Regions from separate parts of the Hordeum vulgare genome. Here region 2 is linked to region 1. Evidence: chromatin contacts called from public Hi-C data. All regions are on one chromosome and are shown on one strand. The core of a region is the stretch at or near the end of the contact, and the rest is flanking DNA. Distances in the headings are between cores, read along the strand shown.

What was found. A called contact is a pair of places that touch in the nucleus more often than the background predicts.
Region 2: a Hi-C map of leaf shows a contact between it and region 1, with 3 times the contacts expected there. The contact joins the promoter of LOC123444754 here to the promoter of LOC123444753 in region 1. A contact is called at or near these places in 3 of 6 Hi-C or Micro-C datasets (leaf and seedling) and 1 of 1 datasets of contacts at active chromatin or transcription factors (embryo).

The regions. Positions count from the first base shown.
Region 1 is chr3H:533,219,500-533,223,866 of MorexV3_pseudomolecules_assembly, forward strand. It overlaps LOC123444753 (dnaJ protein homolog 1-like), which reads right to left and starts at 1,860. Exons shown (of 3, transcript XM_045121587.1): 1 at 1,524-1,860; 2 at 1,052-1,401; 3 at 1-216. The coding sequence starts at 1,700.
Region 2 is chr3H:533,400,110-533,404,476 of MorexV3_pseudomolecules_assembly, forward strand. It overlaps LOC123444754 (beta-galactosidase 3-like), which reads right to left and starts at 1,802. Exons shown (of 19, transcript XM_045121588.1): 1 at 1,430-1,802; 2 at 1,242-1,337; 3 at 1,036-1,148; 4 at 860-926; 5 at 691-783; 6 at 464-607. The coding sequence starts at 1,612.

The DNA.
Region 1 (4,367 bases), core at 610-3,109:
GTGAGCGCGTTCACCAGCGGCACCTTGGCCTTGAGCACCAGGTCGTCGCCCACCCTCTTGAACGTCGAGTGCTTCTTCTCGGCCACGGTGAAGACGGCATCGGCAGGTAGGCACCCCGGCCTCTCATCCCCCATGCCATCCAAGGTGACCTTGTGCCCTTTCCTCCACCCCGGCTTCACCATGATCGTCTGGGTCACCTCCTTCTTAACTATTGACCTGTCAAAGGCATTAATCATGTGATGGCGATTAGCTCACCAACATTCCCAGGGGATAGAGTCTAAAGGAGCAAGGAAGCTCAGGAGTCATTGTCTCTGAACCCTCCTCGGCCATACCCTCACATGTAAACCAAATTATGAATGAATACTCTCAAAGGACCACATCTTTGTTAGATTATAGGTCCAAAAGAAGGGTAATCAAAGTCCCCAACAAACTTGCATACACATATGCGGCAAGGAAAGCAACTGAAGCCTTAGAATTTTCCCCTCGAGACAGGGCCCTGACACTAAACCCTTTCCAAGAACATCATTAGTGGAGGTATTACGTCTCATGTTAGGTAGGATAATCTTTGCAAGGATAGCATAGATGCCCGTGAGGAGGTAAAAAGGCGCGCCACCGGAGAGCAGTTGCCTAAAGGTTTGGTTGTTATGTTCCAAAGTAAGCTAAATATTCCCCTGACGAATGCAGGCAGGCAGGCAGGCATGCTATAAAGCAGTTCACCCACTGTAAAAAAGAAGTGCGGCGTTGGCTGGAAAGGATGCGGCAATGGTGCTGGGTTACTGTGCATCGAGGATTTGGAAAACAGCGTGGCAAATTGGGGCGAGGGCGCAAGGTGCCAAGGTGGAATGGACGTCGCCGTCAGGAGCAAAGTCTGAATTCTTGCCTACCCTGAAATTTCTCAAGCATCGATCCGTCGAAATCTCCCATGTTGATGGATGATGGATCACATCAGGCCTGTTCCGCGTGAATTGATAGTATTTCGTTTTCTTGAAGAATTCAGTCCTGCTCATGGATTAGGTGGGGGGAGGGAGGAGGAAGCGGTGAGCGGCAGTACCCGTTCTTGGTGACGACGTCGCGGGTGAACTTGACCTGCTTCTTGCTGCCTCGGCAGAGCTCCTCCAGCGTGCACTCGAGGGTGCGCTCCAGCGGCGGCGCCTTGCGCATGATGGAGCTGGAGAACTCGGCGAAGGCGCGGCGCCCGCCCGTGTTGCCGGAGCTGTAGACCTTGGTGAACTCCCTGGCCGGCGTGGCGGGCGCGCTCCTCATGGAGAAGTCGTCGCTGCGCGTCCTCGCCATGCGCGCGCCGCCGCCGCCTCCGGAGCCGAATGTCCCGAACATCTCGCTGGCCCGGTCGTCGTTGCACACCCCGAACACCGCCCTGTTCTCCTGCTGGTCCAGGAGCGCCTGCACAACCAAAGGAAGCCCACGCCGACGCGCGCGAGCACAGCGAATCAGGAACGCGATTCCCACGGCGGCGACGCGCGCACGCAGGGAGGTGACCGGGGAAGAGGCGGCGGGGCACTCACCTCGTAGGCCTCGGTGATGGCCTTGAAGCGCGCCTCGGCCTCGGGCTTGGAGGCCGGCGGGTGCTTGTCGGGGTGCCATTTCCTGGCGAGGCCCTTGTACGCGGCGCGGAGCCCCTGCAACGAGGTGCCCCTGGGGACGTCGAGGATCCGGTGGTAGAGCTCCGGCGGGTTCACCATTGGAGTTGGAGGGGGACGGCGCCGCAGGAGATTCGGTCGCGGGGGGGAAAGCGAGAAACAGGGGACGGAAGGAGGGAGGTGGGTTTGATGCAGAGGGAGGTGGTTAGTGGCAGAGAGGATGAGGAAGAGGAGGAGAGCGGAAACAGAGTGAGCGAGTGGGAGAAATGAGTGGCTTTTATGCAGGGCGATCTATTTGAAGCCCGTTGGAGCGACCGAGCCAGAGAGAAAGAGAGAGATTTGTTACTATCACTAGTGGTAGTGCATGTGGGGCAATGGCGTGAGGTTGAATTGTTAATCGATGGAGCCTTCCATTCCTCACGTCTGCGAAAAATCTTGCAATTGGTCCCCGTATGTATGTAACAGCATTTCCAACTGACGCGTGCTTAAAAAAAAATTACAGGACGTGTGACCGTCGTTTTTCGTATCAATAGTCAGTTGCTTCACGGGCGCTGTAATTTTTAACGCACCAGGCGATGTAAAATCGAACGCGTTATGTCATCCACGCAGAAACAACACGTATAAAATGATCGGTAAAGTTTACAGAAACAAGATTAAATCACAAACAAGTTCATGACAAACAAGTTCACACAAACGATAGAAAAGATGGCGGCTGACTACACCTTGTTGTCCTTCTCCGACTCGGTGGTGTCATAAGACTCCAACGCCATAATGAAGACGTCATTCCACCTTTCATCGTCGCCATCCCAGGTCGACGCTTCTTTGAGATTGATGTCACTAATAGAAAAAAGGGCATTTAGTCCCAGTTTGGTTGGGCCATTAGTCCCGGTTGGTGAACCGAGACTAATCAAACCGGACTAATGCTAGCCCCGGTTTGGCCCCGAACCGGGGCTAATGGCATTTCACGTGGCGGGGCTGGGAGCGAGGGGGGAGGGGTATTAGTCTGTTTTTTTTTGAGCAATTTTTGGGTTTAGTGTTTTGCACTAAATTGGATGGGCTATTTTGCTACCCCCTATTTTCCCATTTATTTGTTATATATATATTGCACATCGTCACGAATATATTACACCATCTCATCCGTCGTGCTTTGTTGAACATATTTATAAAATGTAGACACGAGTTACATGCACATATATGCATCTTTTTTACACTATATCATTTCATATCATTTCTGTTGAATGGCAATAGTATTCTAATCGATCATCTAACAACTCATCATCATCTTAATCATATACCAAGTTATCATATGATACACATAAAGTAAAATAGAGAAACGTCATAATAGTCATCATATGCATGCATCCTAATCGATAATGTCAAGTAATAATATAAACCAGAATAACTTGTCTCTCGTAAGACCTAGTCCTTGCTCTTAGGTATAATGCCATAAAACAGAATAACACCTATGTATCCATGATGAAGCACAGAGATCCAACGGTCTCCAACTTGTGGCTTGCGAACCTTCTTTATTTCTCTCCATGCTTCAATTTGAAGCCTTTTTATCTTGATTTGAGGTTACTCGAGTATGGAGCATCGAACTTAGCCCTCAGCGGGCTTCTAATTTTCATTTGACCTTCTGGATGCATGAACAGAGGCACTACATCATGTGGCAGTTGTTGTTGAAGAACATAATAATAACCTAATTTTTTGAATAATAATAACCTAGTTAGCAATGTAATCAACACCATTTATGCAATAGTAGAGCGTACTTAATTAGGAAACTTTTACCAAGATATTTCGGCGAATGTCATCCGGCCTCAACCTATGCACTAGTGGCATGTAAAATGTATAATTAAGGTATTCCTAGAAACCAGAACACCAGCAACAAGAAAGTGGAGAAGAACATCCTTCTTCTCCCAAGTTAGATATGATCCATACGTGTAGTGTGTCGTGTAAATTAATTTCCGTAATTCACTCAAAGAAACGAAATAAGATGTAAATTATAATTTAACAAATTTAGTATTTGGATGAACACCAACTATTTCTAAATATAAATGCAAATTACTTGACAAATATGGTTGAGAAACTCACATGGCGGTAAAACAGGAAGCATATCATCGACAACCACCCAAATGTCGATGTTGCCTGGCATATTGTCTTTAGGACAAAGATCAAAGATTATTTCCATACCCTCCTGAAATCCATATATATATACATAGCTAGCTAGGCCACTCGTACATTCCGACAAAACTTAGCACAATTTAGCAAGCAAAAGTGAGAAACTCACTACTGTTTTATGCATTATATTAACACCAACAAAAGGATGATATTTGTAGGTTGATGAAATATGTATGTGCCCTTTTTCCTCTCCAAAGTTTAAATAAGTTGTTTGAAACCATTGGTTGTCTAATTCAAACCTAATGTGCCTACTTACATGAAATTTACAAACATGATTTGTTTCCTTCTTTCTAGTTAGCCCATCAAAAGATCTTTAACAAACATATATATCTTGATTTTCTTATTAACATATGCATCTCAATTTTCATTATTTCAATTTATTCTAGCTTGAACCGATGGCCCTAAAATCTAAATGGCAGCAGCCTTGGGGTGCCTAGAGCGGGAGGGAGGGGGTGGCGGCGCCTGGAGGGGGTGGGCTTACCGGAGCGGGATGGGGAGGGGGTCGGCCGGCTTACCGGAGCGGGAGAGGGGAAGGGGGCTTACCGCGGGAGGGGAATGGGGCGGCGGGGATGGCGAGGGAGGCGGCGGCGA
Region 2 (4,367 bases), core at 552-3,051, 180 kb after region 1:
AATGATTAGATCTGCCAAAACAGATCACATACTGCATTTGCTAAGAACTTTATCACATAGCAATTGCATCAACTACAAAGTGCATGCATGTATAGATATACCAAGATGCTGCTAATCACATAACAGTGTTTTTTTTTATGAAGACATAACCATGACTATTTGCGCAAGTGCACTCTTACAGTCCCAACTCCTGAGAGCAGCACTAGTTCTATCTTTTTAATATCAAAGTTACATCTACTGATGATCTGCTGCTTAGTTTTTTCCCTACTGTAATGGCCTCTATTTGAACACAATTTTAGGAGGAAGCCATCATTCACAAAATACATCGTTAGCAGAAAAACCATTGCAGTTGAGCTGGTAATTCAGGCATACATTGCAATTTGAGTGAAAATATGTATGATGAGGTAAATCCATGTCCAAACTGTTGCATAAAACAACAAGGCACTGCATGTGAGTAACTAACCACACGATCAGGAACATCGTACTGCTGGCACATGATCCAAGGGACACCAGTGTTCTGAGCCAGAGCCATACTACCTGCCCACATTGCATATGCCTTGCCACCAGCTCCATACGCTTGTTGATAATACCCATACTCATTTTCAATCTGGAAAGCACAAACTTAGTTTCAGATAATCTAAACTTGTCAATTCTGACGAACACCGATCTCAAAGTTGATGGAATCACAACCTGAGCTAGGATGATGTGCCCTCCCTGTGAGGCGAAGAACCGCTGTTCCTTCATCATGTCCACGATTTTCGTCGTGAAGCTCTTCATGTGAGACTGCATAATAAGGAGGGCCTCTTGGATTATCACCCGAACAGGGCAAATATACCATCAAACACTAGAGCACCCTCACCTTGAACGGCTCGTTGTTGGTCCGGAAGACCGTTCCAGGTATGTAGTGCAGCCACGCAGGCACGCCCCTGAAACCCAGACACAGAGCTGAAACTGTTGATTACACCCTAGAAATGGAGGAGATGAGATGGCAGCAAATATGCATGCACGAGAACAGTGAAAGGGAAGGAAGCGGACCCGAAGTTCCACTCGGCGGCGACGAAGGGGCCGATGCGCAGCATGAGGAAGAGCCCGGCGTCCTTGACAACCCTCGCGAACTGCACCAGATCGAAGCGGTCCTCGAAGTAGTACTGCAATCCCACATGAGAACACCCTGGTTTGTGAAGAGCAGCAGACAGACTAAACGCAGCAGAAAAAATGAGGCGACGCGGCGGCGGGCGGACCTTGCCGGGGGCGGTCTCGTGGCCGTTCCAGAAGACGTAGGTCTCGATGCAGTCGGCGCCGCCCTCCTTGGCCTCCGCCACCAGCTTGGGCCACATCTGCGACAGCGAGCACGTGCAGCAATCCAAGTCACTTACTAGTACCACCACTTCTCTGCTACTAATGTGTGCGGTGGGGGGCAGGGGCGTACCGCGGGGACGCTGCGGGGGTAGTGGATGGAGGCCGAGATGAGCAGGCGGCGGCGGCCGGAGATGACGAGGGAGCGGTGGTCGTACGTCACGCCAGAGGCCGCGGCCGCGGCGACCACGAGCAACTGATGCAGCAGCAGGAGGAGCAAGGGGAGCAGCCGAGGACCGGCGGCGGCGGCGGCCATGGCTGGAGTCGGAGGCGTGGCGGTGTGCGTACGGCGCGGCGCGGCGCTGGTGGCTTAAATAGAGCGCAGAGCGGTGTCAGTGTGCGGGGGAGTGGTGGGGTGAGTGAGTGTGTGAGTGAGACCTGAGACGCCGCGCCGTGGTTGTATGGATGACAGTGGTGACTGGTGTTTCTCGTGGGGCGCTGGAGCGTGGAGGCTGTAGGATTTGATGCTCCAGTCTCCAATTGGCTAGCGGCCGGTCGAGATGGACATGAGATGGAGAAGACGGGAAAATGGTGCCTCCGTTCGGGATGCGCGCAGCGGATGGGGGTGAGGCGCGGGGTGTGGGTGGAACCGGGAACCGTGAAACGTGGAGCGAGTCGGCGTCGCGCCGCATGTGACCTCGGTCGGATGAAGGCCCACCGCGTCGGCTGTACTTCTAGACCGCCGTAGTCCCCGCCGGGTCTCCAGGACGTGGTACGCGGAACGCTGCCGGCGGTGCATCGACGTGGAACCAGCATTTTCTTTGGAGCGCCGGCGCGCCGGCCGAAATTTCGGCCGGTCAGATCTAGCGTACGTTAAGGGCATTGATTAACGCATTGGTTGGACCATTGTCGTCCTTCCTCCTCGCACACGTTTGAAGGGGGGAAAGAATACGAATGCGACGCTCGCGAGCAACCTCGCGCTTGTCCCCGGTCACCCACGTTCGCCCACAGTCGTCTACGCTCGCCGTCTTCCGTCGTCGTCAAGGAAGACGCCTCGTTGGTCAGCCTTCGTCGTCCCAGCAATTTCTTTCACTGGTAGTAGCAAATGTCGGCAAAGGTTGTAACAAAAATGCTTCGGTTGTAGCAAAATCGACCTCACACGCTCCAGCAAAACGACCTCGCAGGTCATAACGTGGCCGTTTGGTTGCAGCATTTTGTCTCATTGATTGTAGCAAAAGTCTACAACAGGTTACAGTAAAAACGTCATTACCTTTGGATGTAGCTGGTTGTGCATGTCGTTTCTCCGGTTGAAGCTTTTCAAAAACAGCATTGCAAAAAATTTGCAACCGGTTACAACATTTTTAGGTACTGTTAGCAGCTCCTCCACTCTCTTTCTGGTTCCAGCAAAAAAAAGGCCGGTTGAAGCTTTTTGCAAAGCAGTTTCAAGTTTTTCAATTCAACGGTTGAAACTTTCCAAAAATAATGGTTGTATCCTTTTTTATTTCGTAGTGGTGACATGAAACTTTTGTATTTCACCGGTTAAAGCTTTATCAGACTACGGTTGAAGCTTTCATATAAATAAATGTAGCTTTTTTCAGTGCATGGTGCCCAGCTGAAAACTTTATATGCCACGGGTTGAATCTTTCGAATCAAACGATTGTGGCTTTTTGGGTCATCTATTGCAGCATTTCTGCCAGTGATTGTAGCACCGCCGATGCATCGATAGAAATTTCCCCCACCATCGCAAGGGCATGGTCTCCATCGCGGCGCCATCGCAGCAGTGATGACAGTCGTCGCAGCTCCACTGAGATTTCCTCCGTAGCAATACACGACGGCGTCGCTCATAGCAGCTCGCAGTCGCCCTCAATCACCGTCCACCACGAAGCTCATAAGCCATGGCCGCCCCGACGTGTGAGCTCGCAGCCGAGGACCTACGACGTGTGGGAGCAGCATCCCATGGAGCATGTGCAGCAGGAGGTGCGAAGGGAGGAGTGCTCAGAACTGATGGGGCCTTGGGCTATGGCGTGGGCGGGGGGAGACGAGGCGGAGTGCTGCTGCGGAGAAGATAAGGTTGGGATGGAGGGAAAAGATGTGTGGCAGAAAATGCGCGTGAGCAATTAGGCCGAATCACTCGACCGGCGTGTCATACAGAAAAGGTTTCCCTTTTTTACAATCTCACAAAGCCTTTATTTATTTATTTATTTGCGGGGCTCACAAAGCCTTTATTAACCCGTCACAATGTTTACAGGGATGAAAGAAAGATCTTCGAGTTAGCCTAACCAAGCATGATGGCCACCCTCGAGAGAGAGCATGATATGTTCATTCTCTGTCCACCAAAAGCTTTTTCCTACGTCACTTTTACTTGGACGACATATGTCCGAGCTGAACGGTATGTGCGAGCGAGAGATATTCTCAACTCCATAATTGTGGATCAAATTGTGAAAGTTATTTGCATGTAACGTGTCGAGGGGCCTCCTCGTGGTAGATTCACCTTGCGCTTCGTGAGCTAGCTGAGCTCTCCTCCCCATTGGTGGGCAAGGATTTGGAGAAGAGAATATGCCAGCTAGCATTCCATGTCCTGAGGACGGGGGATGCACTTCCATGGAGTCCCCCAGACCTTCTCCCAAGATAACTTCCTCGGATCCTTCTCGTTCGAGTTACATGTGTAACAACCATGTTTAGTCCTCAATGTTGTTGAAGGAGGACCAAGACATAGCTCCCACGCCTTTGGCAATCTATCAGAAAAATAGCTTGAAACAGGAACACATGAGAAGCACACGATGCGGTGGTCAAAACTTCAAGCACTGAAATATTTTTCGTGTGTAGAGCTCCATGAATAGCTTTTTGGCATGAAAATTTGCAAACATCTACAAAGTTTGATCATCATTGATGTTGCAAAGTTTCATATTTTTTTGATTCTGATTTTTTTTTTATTATTTTACTGTTCATAGAGGGTGCCTAGCCACCTGGGAACTAAAAATCCACTCTCATGGAGACAAATAGTAGATCCACCGTATTGGATTCACGGACAAACCCCACTTCATGTAAATGGTTATATCTATTGTACATGT